Regions from separate parts of the Mus musculus genome. Here region 1 is linked to region 2. The links are chromatin contacts, called in public HiChIP or PLAC-seq maps. All regions are on one chromosome and are shown on one strand. Each heading gives the region's core, a stretch centred on a gene start, on an enhancer-like site or on the middle of the called end of the contact. The rest is flanking DNA. Distances are from core to core; before and after follow the strand shown.

Region 1 (7,027 bases), core at 3,605-6,104, 1.9 Mb before region 2:
GAAAAAGAATAAAATAAAAGCAAGAATTTTCCCCAACCTACCTACTGCTGCTCCATTCACCCCCCCCATCCTTCCCTCCCCTTCATTTTCCCTCCCTCCCTCTTTGCTTCCTTTATACATGTGGTTCTCAACCTGTGGGTTATGACCCTATTGGGGATTGAAGGACCCTTTCTCAGGGGTCCCCTAAGACCATCAGAAAACAGATATTTACATTACAACTCATGTGCTACATTTATAACAGTAGCAAAATTACAGTTATTAAGTAGCAATGAAAATGATGCTATGGTTGGGCGTCACCACAACAACGAGGAACCGTATTAAAGGGTCGCAGTGTTAGGAAGGCTGAGAACCGCTGCTTTATACCTTCCCTGACTACTGTGAAGTTAGTGTTAGCTGCCAACTTGACAGAATCTCAGATTGCCTCCTTAAAACCTAGGAGATAAGCCCTCGTAAGACCTGTGAGGGCTTCTCTAAGTTAGCTTACCTTCTTGGCATGTCGGTGGGACACCATCTTAGGTGGGAAGATGCAGTCTCTGCATCACAGGGTCTGCATCTTCCCGAGTTAGCATCCTGGACTGCACAGACTTGAGAAGGCCAGGTAAACATGAGGTCTTGATTGTGGATGTGTCACAACCAGCCGTTTCTTGATCTTGCCACCTTGACGCCCCCGCCATGATAGACTGTACCTTCACTTGTGAGACAGAAGAAACCATTTCCCTCTTAAGTTGTCTTAAATGTCAGAGTATTTTATCACAGCAACAGGAAAAGAAACTAAGACACTCTACCTGTATTAGGTACTCATACCTCTTAAGACAAGAAGTGAATACTATAGTTGAAGTGGTGGCACATGCCTGTAATTTTGCCACATTGGAGTGTGTGTGCCAAGAAGATATTAGGTCTGAGGGTGGCTAGGGCTTCATAGTGAGACTCCGTGTTGGGAAGCCCTGCTAGTTAGCAGGTCAAAGTCTGATGCTGCTGGAAAGCCCACAGCTCGGTGCAAAATGGTGGACTCCGTTTACTGGCATGGTTTCTTCTCTGACCTTGTCTGGGGAGCTCCAAACCTCCATGTCCTCTACCTGCGGAATGTCATGTAGCCTTGGCGAAGTTACAGATCCAGCGTCCTTTCTCCTGATATCAAACCCATTCAGCAAGCACCTGAGATTCCTGGAATGCATCTCCATGCTAAGGAGGTCTCTCAGTACCTTATTTAGCCTTCAGCCACACTGGATATTCCAACCACCTTCCCCCAAACTATATAAATCTTGATTCACCCCAAATAAAGTTGATCTTTGTCCCCAAAGCTGATCACCAAGCGTTGTCATTTCTGTTCATACACAAAGGTCATCTGAAACCCTGTTTGTTGACTCTGCTCCCTTTTGTCCTCATGGGCCAGTGGCCAATGACCTCTGGGAGAAGGGAGGGCCATGACCCTGTCTCTATTTATTTCCTACCTTGTTTGTAATGAGTTACAAACATACAAAACCCAAAGAAACAAAGCTGGCAGATCAAATACAGCACCCTCTCAGGATTTATAAACAGCTAGCGTGATATTGATGAAAGGATCTTGGGTAAATCAATGGGGAAGAATACACAGCCCAGACGTACAGTCTGTAGTTTGACAAAGGAATAGAGCTGAGACCGATTGATGCTGGAAATGCTCAACAACTACATGCAAGAAAATGAAATTAGGTACAGACTTCCTCCATCCTGGAAATCAACTCAGAGGATCACCTGTCTTAAATGTAAGGCTCCAAACAGCAAAATTCCTAAGAGAAAACCGGGGTGACCTTGGATTTGGCAATTACTTTTTAGACATAATTCCAATGGCATGAACAACTTAATTTGATTAAAATTAAAGATTTCTGCTCTTTGTAAAGAATATGAAAAAAACATAGGCAGAATAGTCTGTAAGCTTTGTTGTTGTTGTTTTGAGACAGGGTTTCTCGGTGTCGTACTGGCTGCCCTGGAACTCATTCTGTAGATCAGGTTGGCCTCAAACTCAGAGATCTGCCTGCCTCTTGTCTCCTGAGTGCTGGGATTAAAGGGGTGGACTATCACTGACCGGCTATGCTGTAAACTAAACACTCTCAAATTCCATATATGATAGAAAAAAAAAAAAACACCAAAACCCAAAACTGTTGTCCACAACATGCAATGGACTTAAAAAACAAACAAACCCCAAAAACCTCAAACCAACCTGTTTTTAAAAATTGGCCTAAGAGCCAACAGACATCTCACCAAAGAGGTATACACAGATGGAAAATAAACATAAGAAGATGCTCCACATACAACAACATCGGGGGAACTTCAGATTCAAACAACTGTGAGACCGCCTACACAGGACTGCAAGGCTGAAATCCAGGACTCTGACAGCTCTGAATGCTGATGAGACCAGAAGCTTCATGCTGGAAGGGTTGCAGAACGGCAGATGTGGCTTTGTGGAAGACAGGTGATGATGTCTCACAAAGCTATTAATGCCATCTAGTAATTGTGGCTCTTGGCACTTACCCAAAGGAAGATTATATCCATATAAAATCCTGCATGTGGATACCAGTCTCTCTCTCTCTCTCTCTCTCTCTCTCTCTCCTCCTCCTCTCTCTCTCCCTCTCTCTCTCTCCCTCTCCCTCTCCCCTTCCCCCTCCTCCTCCCCCCTCTCTCCCTCTCCCTCTTCCTTTCTCCCCTTTACTTCCCTCCACTAGTGTGTGTGTGTGTGTGTGTGTGTGTGTGTGTGTGTGTGTAGAGAGAGAGAGAGAGAGAGGCCAGTGTTCAACCTTGACTGCCCTTCATCAAGAGCTATCTTTTGTTTTCTAGACAGTGTCTCTTGCTGAAATCTGGGGCGTACAAATTAGGATAGGTACTGGCCAGTGAATCATAGAGATCCTCCTGGCTCTGCTTCCCTGAGACCACAAGCAAGTGCCACGGGACGAGGCTGTTTACGTGGGTTCTGGGACTCCAACTCAGGCCCTCATGTTATGCAGTAAGCGCTTTCTTAACTGAGCTGCCTCTCAAACCCCAGATACGCTTAGCAGTTTTACCTATAATTGTTAAAATTTGTAAGCAGCAACCACATTCTTTATAAGGTTAGTGAAAAATAAGTGACAGTCTTATCCAATCATGTAATATTAATCAATAGAAGAAACAAACTGGCGAACCAGGGGAGACATAGAGGAATGTGATACATACTCCCAAAAGAAAGAAGGCAGTCTGAAAAGATTACATACTATGTGGCATTCTGTAAGAGGAAAGTTATGGCGACAGTAAAAAGATCAGTGATTAGGGAACAAGGGAGAAATGTGTAGGTGGAGCCCAGAGGAATTTCAGGACAGTGAAACATTGTATCTTGAAGCAGTGCTGATATGTATCATTATACATGTGTCTGAAGCTCATCAAAAGTACATCACCAAGAGTGAACCCTGCCAGAAACCCTGGACTTTGTCAATACGTGATGTGCTAGGGTTGCCTCATCAGTTGTTACAAGATACAGTAAAAAAAAAAAAAAAGTAGGAACCGAAACAAAAGCTACATCAAGATAAACCAGGGAGGGGGCTGGAGAAATGGCTCAGTGGTGAAGAGAACTTCCTGCTCTTGGGTTCAGTTCCCTGCCCCCACTGGTGCCTCACAACCACCTGTAGATGGCTACAGGTCATCTGATGCCCTCTTCTGGTCTTCCAGGGTACTGCAAATACATGCATGCAAGGCAAAAACACTCATACATTAAAAAAAAAAAAAAAGGGTAACATAAGAAAGAAGTCAGTCTGCCGAGGAACACTGGAGATCCTGACACAACCTGAGGAACTGAGCATGCGTGGAACAAATGAAATGCAAAGCAGAGAGAGGAGAGAGCTATAACAGAACATATACCATATGGCTCTCTCCTTGGCTTACTGGCTCACTTCTTTCTCGGGAGTGTTTTCTCCTTTAGTAATCATCTGTCTCTTTCTATCCCATGCCTAACTTAAAAGGCATGACTTTTGCTCCATCTCCTGGCTGCTTCCGGGCTCTTTATCTAGCCTGCACTACGTTCCTTCCTTTAGTAAAATGGTCCTTGGACTTCCTTCCGAGTCCACCTCGAAGATCTCTCTTGAGACGAAGAACCCCAGAAGGGTGGATACCCATAGAGGACACACAGCTTGCTTATGCCTGGGGATGGAGATGGAGGAACATCTCTGGATTTTCTTCACTGTGAAGTTAAAAGCTGTTCTCAAAAGGAGGTTTTTTTTAAACACATATAAAAAGGGGCTCCAGTCAACGGTGGGCACACACTAGATATACTAATGTTTGTTGATCCTTAGACGTTAACAATAAGGAATATGAGAAAGACTCAGCACAAGGCAGGTGAGAAAGGGGTTGCCCACGAATTAATTGACACTGCCTGCTCATTCTGAAGATGTCTTTTCACTTCATGACTCTTACAGTGCCACCACGCTGTTTAATATCTGGACCAAATATGCTCCCAGGCTGCCGTCCAACTATTACAACGAGAAGCTCCTGAAGGTTGGAGACAGCCTCTGTCAAATAAAAGTAAGTGGTTACAAAACAGACAGAGAGCCAGCTAGAAACAAACTCCTTTGGCTACTTAGTATTTGGGTTGATAGCCTTCCTAGTCTAAAGGGTTTAATTTTTTTTTTAATATTGGAAACAATATGCAAATAAGTAAAACTGTACTGAGGTATAGTAACAGCCATAACAACTACAAAGCCTGCCCTTTTATTTTGTATTTGAAAGTCTCCAGGTGGTTCCTTCAGGGACCAAAGGGAGCCTGGGATGGGAGGGCAGCTCAGCTCAGCAGAGGGTGTGGTGGACCTACAGCAGGAAGTGCTGAGTCACCATGTTCCTAACTTACACAAAGGAGCCCAGACACTATTTCCTGTTGTTTTTCCCTAGGCCTGTGGCCTTGCCCTGTCAGCCCCTCAGGCCAACGGCCTGGCTGTTCAGTGTCCTGTTTTAATGACTTCTAGTTTTCTGAATATTTTTGCTTTACTGTGAGTCTAGCAACTGTGGCATATATGCCGTTTCCCCCCGCTCAGTATTATACCAGAAACTGAGCATGTACCATGGTGTGAGTTCTGTGTCAGGGTCTACGTCTTTGAAGGTCATGGACCTGGGCTTGGCTTGATAAGACCCTGCCAAGGCTGGGCTTTCAGTTTGTGAACTTGTGAGTTTAACCCCATATCACTGGCCTAAGCCCAAATATAGCAAGTTCTATACAGTGTTGGACAAGGAGTTAATTTATGCACGGGAATTTTAGGCCAGGCATGGGCGGTGTGAGTGAGTGCCTTCTCAAATTTTTTCAGTTTCCCAGCTTGATTTTCTTCCTCTGTGTCTATTTCTTAGACTTTAATCTATGTATTGGGAGGCAAAAATTACCCAATAGAGCATGGTTTCTCAACCTATGGGTCCCGACCCCTGGGCTTGTCACATATCAGCTGTCTTGCATCTTGCATATCAGAGATAATTGTCACAATTCAAAACAGTAGCTAACTTAAAGTTATGAGGTAGCAATGAAATAATTTTATGGTTGGGAGTAACTACAGCATGAGGAACTGTGTTATAGAGGGTTGCAGTGGCATTAGGAAGGCCGAGAACCACTGAAATAGAGAAGGCACAGAAATGCTTCCATTTTAAAAGACCATCAATGCAAAAATACAACACTTACCCCAGGTAAGATAAAGAGATCATTTTTTTTCTGAAGCCAAATGTGAGTGGCCATGGCCTAGGGGTACAGATTCAGGTTTCCCCAAATCACTTGTCCAATATGGTTAACAGTTTCACGAAGCCTGTATAGTCATTTATGACTTTTTAGTCTTACACGAGGACACCTTTCAAATAAATTGGTAGAAACATGAGGCCGGCAGGTCACAGCAAAGTGGGAAATCTGTGCAAGCCTCAGATAACTCTCTGATGACATATTTAACCTTTTGGTTGGTGGCAGTTCTGGGAGGTCTCCAAAGTTAACATATTCCAAGTGATTTTACCTGGCAGTCAAGTCACGAGGATCAAACACAGAGGCAGGCAAGAGATGCTTTAAAGGGGCTAAACGGTAGCCCAAGATAAATTGTAATTAGACTCTGGACCTGCAATATCAACCTCTCCTCGGTCCTGGCAATTCTAATCGCCATCAGCCATCCAGAAGTTTCTGTCTAAGGTGCCTTTCTTTCTGGGACCTTTTCACCCACAGAGCTAGTTGGATCCCACTTCCTCTTCCTAAATTAAAGGAAGTCTTAGCTCCACATGCATGTGCCATGGTTCTCACACAATTGAAAACGCAGGGTTTGGGGGGAAATAAGTGACTTCCAAGCTCTATTTCTGTGGAGTGGAGTGATAGCTGATAGCTGATAATATAGCCTTTTTTTTTTTTTTATCTTGTTAGCTCTGGGATGGAGAGGTCAACATCACGTGGTAGAGATGGATAGTCTTAGGAGCAGTGCGTGAGTGTGGAGGAAGCGCGTTAGACCCCCGAGGGAGCCAGCTGACAATGGGCTACTGCTAAGGAGCCCATGTGTCTGATAGGTAGGCCGGCCGAGGCAGAGTGTTTACATTTGGATGAAAGATAAGGGGATGAGTTATCTACTTTTCAGTGATGGAAAATGGGTCACTGAAGGTGTTTATAACCATGAAAAAGAACTTGAGTTGGTATTGTCATCAACTTCTAGACTATATTTATATTTCAGTTATAGCACAGGTAATCTCGTGGGATTCTGTGGTTTTGAGCCTATTTTGGGTATATTATACAAATCCAGTCAGATTCAAAACCAACCAGTGTGAAGACAAGTCCATAGAAATAAGAACAAGCAATGCTTGATGATAAGAATGGAGCCATGTCTGACGGTAGAGACCCCTCAGGAGGCTAGGCAGGTGGGCGGCTCAGAGCCAGGCCAGTGGCTTTCCCCTGAGACAGGGCTGCAGAGGATGAAGCTGTGGAGGAGTTGCAAAGGACTCAGCTTTCCAAATGCTACTCCTGTTTCCTGCTGACACTTTCCAGGTCAACCATCTCCTGTGGGTGATGGACACCAAACCCCCGACTCTG
Region 2 (7,281 bases), core at 2,815-5,314:
GGTAGCCAGGTCACGCAGATACATTAAGTAGGCACTGGTGGCCAGGTCACGCTGATACGTTAAGTAGGCACTCAGCCATTTGCCCTGGGTTGGAGACATAATAACATTATGCATGCCTATAGTCTCCACAAGCTATGTTAAACAAGCATAGGCCTGTAGCTCCACAGCTAATCTATCATTGATCTCCTAAATAAGAATCTTCCACGTTTGCTGTTATTGGTCGTGGACTTACCCTGGTGAGACTGAAACCACCATTTTCTCTTCACACTTGTGTGTTTCCACTGTCTTGGTCCTTCCTTCAAATACCACTGTCCAGTCAGGGGTGAAGTTCAGGGTTCTGGGAAGATCATCTTGGTTTCACTACTTGTAAGGAAAAGGATTTGACTACATTTTAATTAGTTTCCTTGATAATTGTGTTTGCATGCAACCTACTGATGTTTTAAGATTTCCTTAAAAGTAGAACTTTTAGATCTGAAATAGTTTAGGTCAAATTAACTGAATATCAGTATCTTTGAGAGAACATACGAGTCAGAATAAATAACTTAGTTTGCCATAAATGATTTTGACAACAATAACAATCACTCCTCATTCCACACCACAAACGTGTAGCAGGTCAGTAAGGAAATTCTGTTTAGCATTCTGAACAAGAGCCCCACCTGACAGATATTCCATCTTAACCCAATTCGTCCACAAGCCCCAGGGCACAAGTATAGGACACTGTGAAGCACTTGTTACTTGATAAATGTTTCACCAAGGAGTAACACCCAACATTTCAACTCCAAATGGTCAATAAATGTGACACCATTTGTGTCAAAATTCCAATAGCGTATTTGATAGAAATGAAAGCTAATTTTAAAGTTAATCTGTGAAAAATATCCAAGAGTCAAAATGTTTTTTTTAGAAAAAGAAGAGACTCCATATAAAACACATTATAAAGTCACAATCATTGGAATAACATATCCAACATGGTGGTGGATGTTTATAACCCCAGCTCTCAGGAGGTTGAGGCAGGAAGACTGTTCAAGATGAAAGCTGTCTTCTGGAATGTTACTCAGAACACATCTGCATCCTAATGTCCTTTCCTGAGGACATCAGACAAACTGGATTGATACCCCATCTCCCAGAATAGTCACATCCTAAAACACCAGGAGTCGGAACTTCCAACTTAGGAATTTATCAGGACAGTATTCAGCCCATTTAGGAACTGAAATGTATTATCTAAGTAAATATCAACAGAATAAGCCTTGAGCATAATAGAATAAGATTTATGTAACAAATACGTCAGGGTATTTTGTGTGTGTGTGTGTGTGTGATACATTTTATCCTCTTAACTGTAACTTTTATTTGTTCTACAGAAACTATTTATGGAATTCCTTTGGAACAAACAGTTCCGAGGCAAAGCTAAAATCAAACATAGTTTTATATATTTCTCTGAAATGTATCTGCTATGTATGTCTAAGTAAAAAGAGACTAATACCTAGTTAGTTTAGCAATCTTGTTAGCAATCAGCATTAGCAAACCCAGATCAATTCTTTCTTCACCCATCCTTTTTAAAATTATGCCCAGTAAAGAAAATAGGTTTTGTAGCTGTCCGGCAGCCATGGATGAACTGGGTACCTGAAAGGGAGGCTGGAAATGAAAAGGGACGGGCAGGCGAGAGAGGGATGAAGTCAAGACAAAGGTTTCTGATCAAGGCTCAAAGTTTACTATTTAGCACTGTATTTATATAGGGAGAGCCCACAGACCCATCCTTTGTTTCAAATGGATTATGTTGCTTTGTTTCAGCTGGATTATGTTGCAATGCAAGCTCTATAGGCAGCCTGTTCCTGTAGGAAACTGCAGGTGCAGCAAGGCAGAAGACTCCACCTAAGTCAGGCGAAGGCCAACTGTGGCAAACACTTAAGGTCTATTTAGCCTGCTCAAGGCTAGGGGAAGGGCACAACGTTCTCCCGACATAAGGCATATATAATAGGTGTCATAACTATTATCTTAGTCTTAGTGAATGGGCTACAAGGATGGATGAAGCATCTGACACCCGATCATTCTCACACGACCTCCCAAACAGAGCCACTGTTAAGGACCACCAGATAGATCTTAGTTAGATCCAGGCTAAACGACTGCCCATCACTTGACACTTGAAGTTCATGAACTCTGTGGCAGACAACGAAATGATTCAATGAGTAAAGGCACACGCCACCAAGCCTGACCACCTGAGTTCGGTCCCCAGGAGCCACATGCAGGAAAAAGAGAAGCAACATCCACAGGTCATCCCCTGACCTACACACACACACTGTGGCACACTGTGGCATGCCTTCACTGCTGGGCATACATAACTAAGTGAATAAATAAGTGTAAAAAAATAAAAAATAAAAATAAAAAAAGGAAGAAATGTACGAGCACTCAGCTCTGTGCTCATGTGTGTTTGCCATCCCCTGTTGATCCTGAGATTTGAGAGAGCAAAGCCACTTCCACAATTTTGAGCCAAATCTGAAGCAAGTTTTAATTAAACACTAACCAGGATGGATTGTGGTCAGGTCCATTCTCCGGAATCTCACCAAGTGGTAGCAACGAGTCACATACTATAGGAGCTTTTTAAGGACAAAACCACACACCCTTTGTATTTCCCTTTAGGCAGACGCTCCTACTTTGTATAAGAAAGCAGGCTGGGAAGTGGAGAGATGGCTAAGCAGTTAGGGGAGCTGGATGCTCTTCCAGGGGTCCTGAGTTCAATTCCCAGCAACCACATGGTGGCTCACAACCATCTATAACAGGATCTGATGCCCTCTTCTGACATGCAGGTGTACATGCAGATAGAGCACTTATATACATTAAATAAATAAATCTTAAGAAAAAGAAATAGAAAGCAAGCTGAGCAAACTATGGGGAATGACCCAGGAAGCAGCATTTCTCCTTGGCTGCTTCATTTCCTATCTCCAAGTTTCTGTTCTGCCTTCGTTCCTGTCTTGGCTTCCCTCATTAATATCCTGTGATCAGGATGTGTAAAACAAAACTCCTTCTTCCCCAAAACTTGGACAGTATTTTATCACAGCAAACCAATAGACTACCCAATCCAGTTCAATGAGTAACTTGTGATTACACTTTTTATAATTTAGACTAGGGTTCAATGATAATGTGCCTGTTTATTGTGAACAGGCCTTGTGTTTGATCTCAGAGTTGGGGGAAATTTTCTTTGAAGTTCCATCATACACTGCTTGAAGTCATCTCATGTCTGATAGTCAGTGGTTTGCAAAGCACTTTTCTGTGGAGAAAGGCCTTGGTGAGAGTGACATTCGGAGGCATGTGGACCGCTCTTCCAGCTTTAAGAGCATCAGATTTTACAGCCAATATGGTTGTACTTCCTCTGCTACATTAAAACCAGTAGGTGTTAGAGGAAATAAGAATCTAGGTCTCCTAAATAGGCTTGGTTCTCTAGTGTTGAGAACTCAGGAAACGTTACCATCCTGCAAGGTTTCAAGTACTCTTTAAAGGCGGCAGATGAACAGTAAGTAAATAACTCACTATTTTCTGAAATCAGTGGCTGAACCCATACAGATCTAAGTGGTTGTGTTTAGGGATTTATTGAATTTTCTCTCAAAAACGAAAATCATGCATGGTAATGTAGATTTGCGATTCAAAAAAAAAAAAAAGCTGTTAGGTGGAACTGGACATTGTGAAACTCCATCTTGTGCAAGAAAGCAAGAAGTTGTGAGAAACCCCAGGGTCTTGCAAGAGGCCTAACAAAAATCTGCCCTCCCAGCCCCCAGCTCTTTTTGAAAAACACACATCGTGTAATGGAAACGTAAAACCTTCGAAATTCTGTTTTTGTTGCTTTGTTTGATATCTCTTATTTTAATTTAGATGCTGATTAATATACTCCCTGTATTAAAAAAGTATAATTGACCAAAAGTATTAAAGAAGAAACTATCGTAAATGGGACATCATCAGATGACAGAGACTGATTATTATAAAGGCTGGATACCAAATATTATGAAATATTCACAAGAACAGATGCTGCCCTTGGAAACAGCTCATCAGGGAGCACGTGGCTATAAATACATATGGTGTAGGCTCTCTCACACACGTACCACCTCAGCGGTTTATACTGAGATAAATGATTCAAGATGGCGTAAGCAGATCACAGAAATGCAACAAACACGCCAAAGGAACTGGATTGTTACCATAAAAAAATAATAATAATAAGATGAGAGTGGCAAAATCCCCAAAGCAGAAAACTCAATAGGTGTTGGCAAAAGGTCAAAGTGCAAGATGTAACTAGCCTATCTCTCATGTTTCTCCTACAGACATACTCTCCAGCAGCAGTCTGGACTTTTACGTCTGACTCCGAACAGCATGTGCCTCTGTAGGGACCATCACTCGGGACCATTGCCAGCAGACAGCTTCGTAAAACTTCTCTTGCAGAACTCCCTCCGAGTCAGATAGGCACCTCGTGGGAAAGCGTGTTGCTACACTTTCTAATCACTTCTACATTCTCAAGATGTACAGTGCCCAAAATCAACAGGACCAGCTCCAAATGGAAACAGATTGCTTGGCCTGAGACTGAATGTTTAGCAGGAGACAGGCAGCCCTGCTGTGCTTTCAGAGGGGTCTGGGAGGGGAGAAGGGGCCCCTCGTGGGAAAGTTGTAGAATAAGAAGGGGATCTGCTACTGCTACGGCTTACTCTCTCTGCCTTCCAGAAATTCAAAGTCGGACTCAGATATTAAAGTCTCTAAGAAAAGAGTCAAGAAAGGGGGCCTGGTGTTGGCCATGGTTTTGCATGCCTTTAATCCCGGCAGTTGCAAGGCAGAGACAGGTAGATCTCTGTGAGATTGATGCTTACTCAATCAATAAGGAATTCCAGGACAGCCAGAGCTATGTAGAAAGAAAGACTCTGTCTCAAAAAGAGGGGGTGGAAGGAGACAGGAAGGAAGGAAAGAAAGAAAGACAGGGAGGGAGGGAGGAAGAGAGGGGGGAAGAAAGAGAAAGAGAGAAAGTAAAAAGAAAGAAAGGGCCTCTTTTTAATTTGGTTTAACAAAACTTTTCTCAAGCTGGCCTGGCTGTAAAGCCTATTACTCACATAACAATTTACTGTGTCATCCTATATAGTGTGTTAGGGGGTAGAGTATGGTAGCCAGCCTCTCAGATGGCCCAAGCAACCCTTCCCTCCTGAGATACCCAGCCTTGCATCCTCATTGATAGAGTATGAATGTTGAGACTAGACCTTTAAAGACACTGGAGGTTCCACCTTGCACCCTCTTGACTGGTCGTCCTTTACAAAGGCAGCTGCCCTGTCATGAGGACACAGGATGCCCGTGGCAAGCCTCACACAGAGAGGAACTGAGGAAGCACATTCGCCATCCTGGAATCAGACCATCCAGCCCTAATGGCACCTTCAGATGAGCACAACCCCAACGTATACCTCTTAGACTATGATTTCATGAGATATCCCGAGTCAGAATGACCCAACCAAATCAAACCACAGAGATGATGTGACAGCATAACATTTTATTATTGTTCAAGCCACTAAGTTTGGGGCCAATTTGTTGTGTAGAGAGATACCAAGTCTAAGACTACTGACCTAAAGCACTTGCTATTAGTCACTTTCTTTCATTTGTTTGAAAGATTTATTCATTATGTATACAGCAGTCTCCTGCATGTATGCCTAAAGACCAGAAGAGGGCACCAGATGTCATTAAAGATGGTTGTGAGCCATCATGTGGTTCCTTGGAATTGAACTCAGGACCTCTGGAAGAGCAGCCAGTGCTCTTAATCTCTTAGCCATCTCTCCAGCCCCTGTTTGTTTGTTTTTCTTAGCACATGTGTGATGGTTTGTATATGCTCAGCCCAGGGAGTGGCACTATTAGAAGGTATGGCCCTGTTGGAGTGGCCTTGTTGGAGGTAGTGTAAAACTGTGGGTGGATACTTTAAGATCTTCATCCTAGCTGCCTGGAAGCCAGTATTCTGCTAGCAGCCTTCAGATGTAGATGTAGATCTCTCAGTTCTGCCTGTACCATGCCTGCCTGGATGTTGCCATGTTTCACCTTGATGATAATGGACTGAACCTCTGAACCTGTAAGCCAGCCCCGATGAAACATTGTCCTTTATAAGACTTGCCTTGGTCATGGTGTCTGTTCACAGCAGTAAAGCCCTAAGACAACATGGTAGTTATAAATAATGGGTTTCATTATAACATTTTGATACATTGGACACATGTATAATACATGTATGATTCATTTTAACACATTTTGGGCATATTCACCCCATGATCCCTTTTTGTTTTCCTTTTATTCCCACTTTCTTTTTCTTACCTCTTCCCGTTTGGTTTCACTTTTATTTCTTCTATTTTTCATGTTTGTTTGTTTTTTTAATGACACAGTGAGTGTCACTGGGGTTACCCATAAGAGTATGAGGGAGGGATTATTTGCAGGAGTCTCTTATGCCACTGAAGAAAATATCTCTTCTCAGAAATCATCAACTGTCAACATAGCCTCAGGGAGGAATTGTGCTGTACTAACCATTAATTGCCTCTAAGTTGTTAAGGAAAGGTAGAGCCTCATAGGGCCCTCTGACTCCATCTGCTCTCAGTCACTGTTGTCAATCAGCAAGCCGCTTTAGTGGGGAATTTATTTGTATGTTGCTCTATCTCTATACATAAAGTTGGCTGAGCAATGGATTCCAACCTAGAAATCAACCACAAACAGTAAGAACCATTCTCTGAGATTTCTGTAACTAAAGCAGGAAACGAGTTTTGTTTCTGGTGGTGAGACCAGTAGATGTCATGTGTGTGTGTGTGTATGTGTGTGTGTGTGTGTGTGTGTGTGTGTGTGTGTGTGTGTGTGTGTGTGTGCGTGCGCGCGCGCGCGCGCGCGCGCGCACAGAAGTGGAGCTGGAGACGGAGGGAAAGAAAACACTGCAGTTGTTAGCCCCAATGACCCCTATTCCATCAGCCTTCACCTTTTCCCAAGTTTCCACTTTCGCATAAGCTAGGTTTCAGTACCTTGCCCCCAGATATGTCATACGTGTTCCCATAACTCTGTGCTTCTGGTAGCTCACTACTCAGAACACTGGCTGTAATTGCTAGCTGTCCCTCTACCTCCCTGTCCATACCGATATGGGCTTTAGGTTTGCCTATCCTGTCCCTCCTTTGGAGACTGCATTCGTGAAGACCGTGATGATCATGTCCAATTGTCAGCTAAGTTGATTTACTCAAACCTAGCCAGTTTCTCATCTCAGTTTCAGATTCTCCAGTGAGGAATTGAGAACTGAAACATTCAGACTGGCCA

What was found. HiChIP or PLAC-seq counts read pairs in DNA pulled down with a chosen protein or histone mark.
Region 1: a contact with region 2 is called in an H3K27ac HiChIP or PLAC-seq map of acute myeloid leukemia, with 8 times the contacts expected there. The contact joins two enhancer-like sites. A contact is called at or near these places in 2 of 39 promoter capture datasets (hippocampal neurons and pre-B cells), 2 of 115 datasets of contacts at active chromatin or transcription factors (acute myeloid leukemia and embryonic stem cells) and 1 of 9 other capture datasets (adipose tissue).

What each region holds. Positions count from the first base shown.
Region 1 is chr10:93,067,323-93,074,349 of GRCm38.p6, reverse strand. Cfap54 (cilia and flagella associated protein 54) reads left to right here. Exons shown (of 68, transcript NM_001347060.2): 2 at 4,416-4,521. Among named protein-coding and RNA genes, the nearest start is that of Gm40739, 4.0 kb to the left of the region's middle. Within about 2 kb of position 4,854, at least 190 of the 459 cell types and tissues checked have an H3K27ac peak or open chromatin away from gene starts, as enhancers often do. A contact at or near this core is called in acute myeloid leukemia, where this site is marked.
Region 2 is chr10:91,205,879-91,213,159 of GRCm38.p6, reverse strand. 4930534H03Rik (RIKEN cDNA 4930534H03 gene) reads left to right here. Exons shown (of 4, transcript NR_151510.1): 4 at 4,302-4,666. Among named protein-coding and RNA genes, the nearest start is that of 4930534H03Rik, 11 kb to the left of the region's middle. Within about 2 kb of position 4,064, at least 35 of the 459 cell types and tissues checked have an H3K27ac peak or open chromatin away from gene starts, as enhancers often do. A contact at or near this core is called in acute myeloid leukemia, where this site is marked.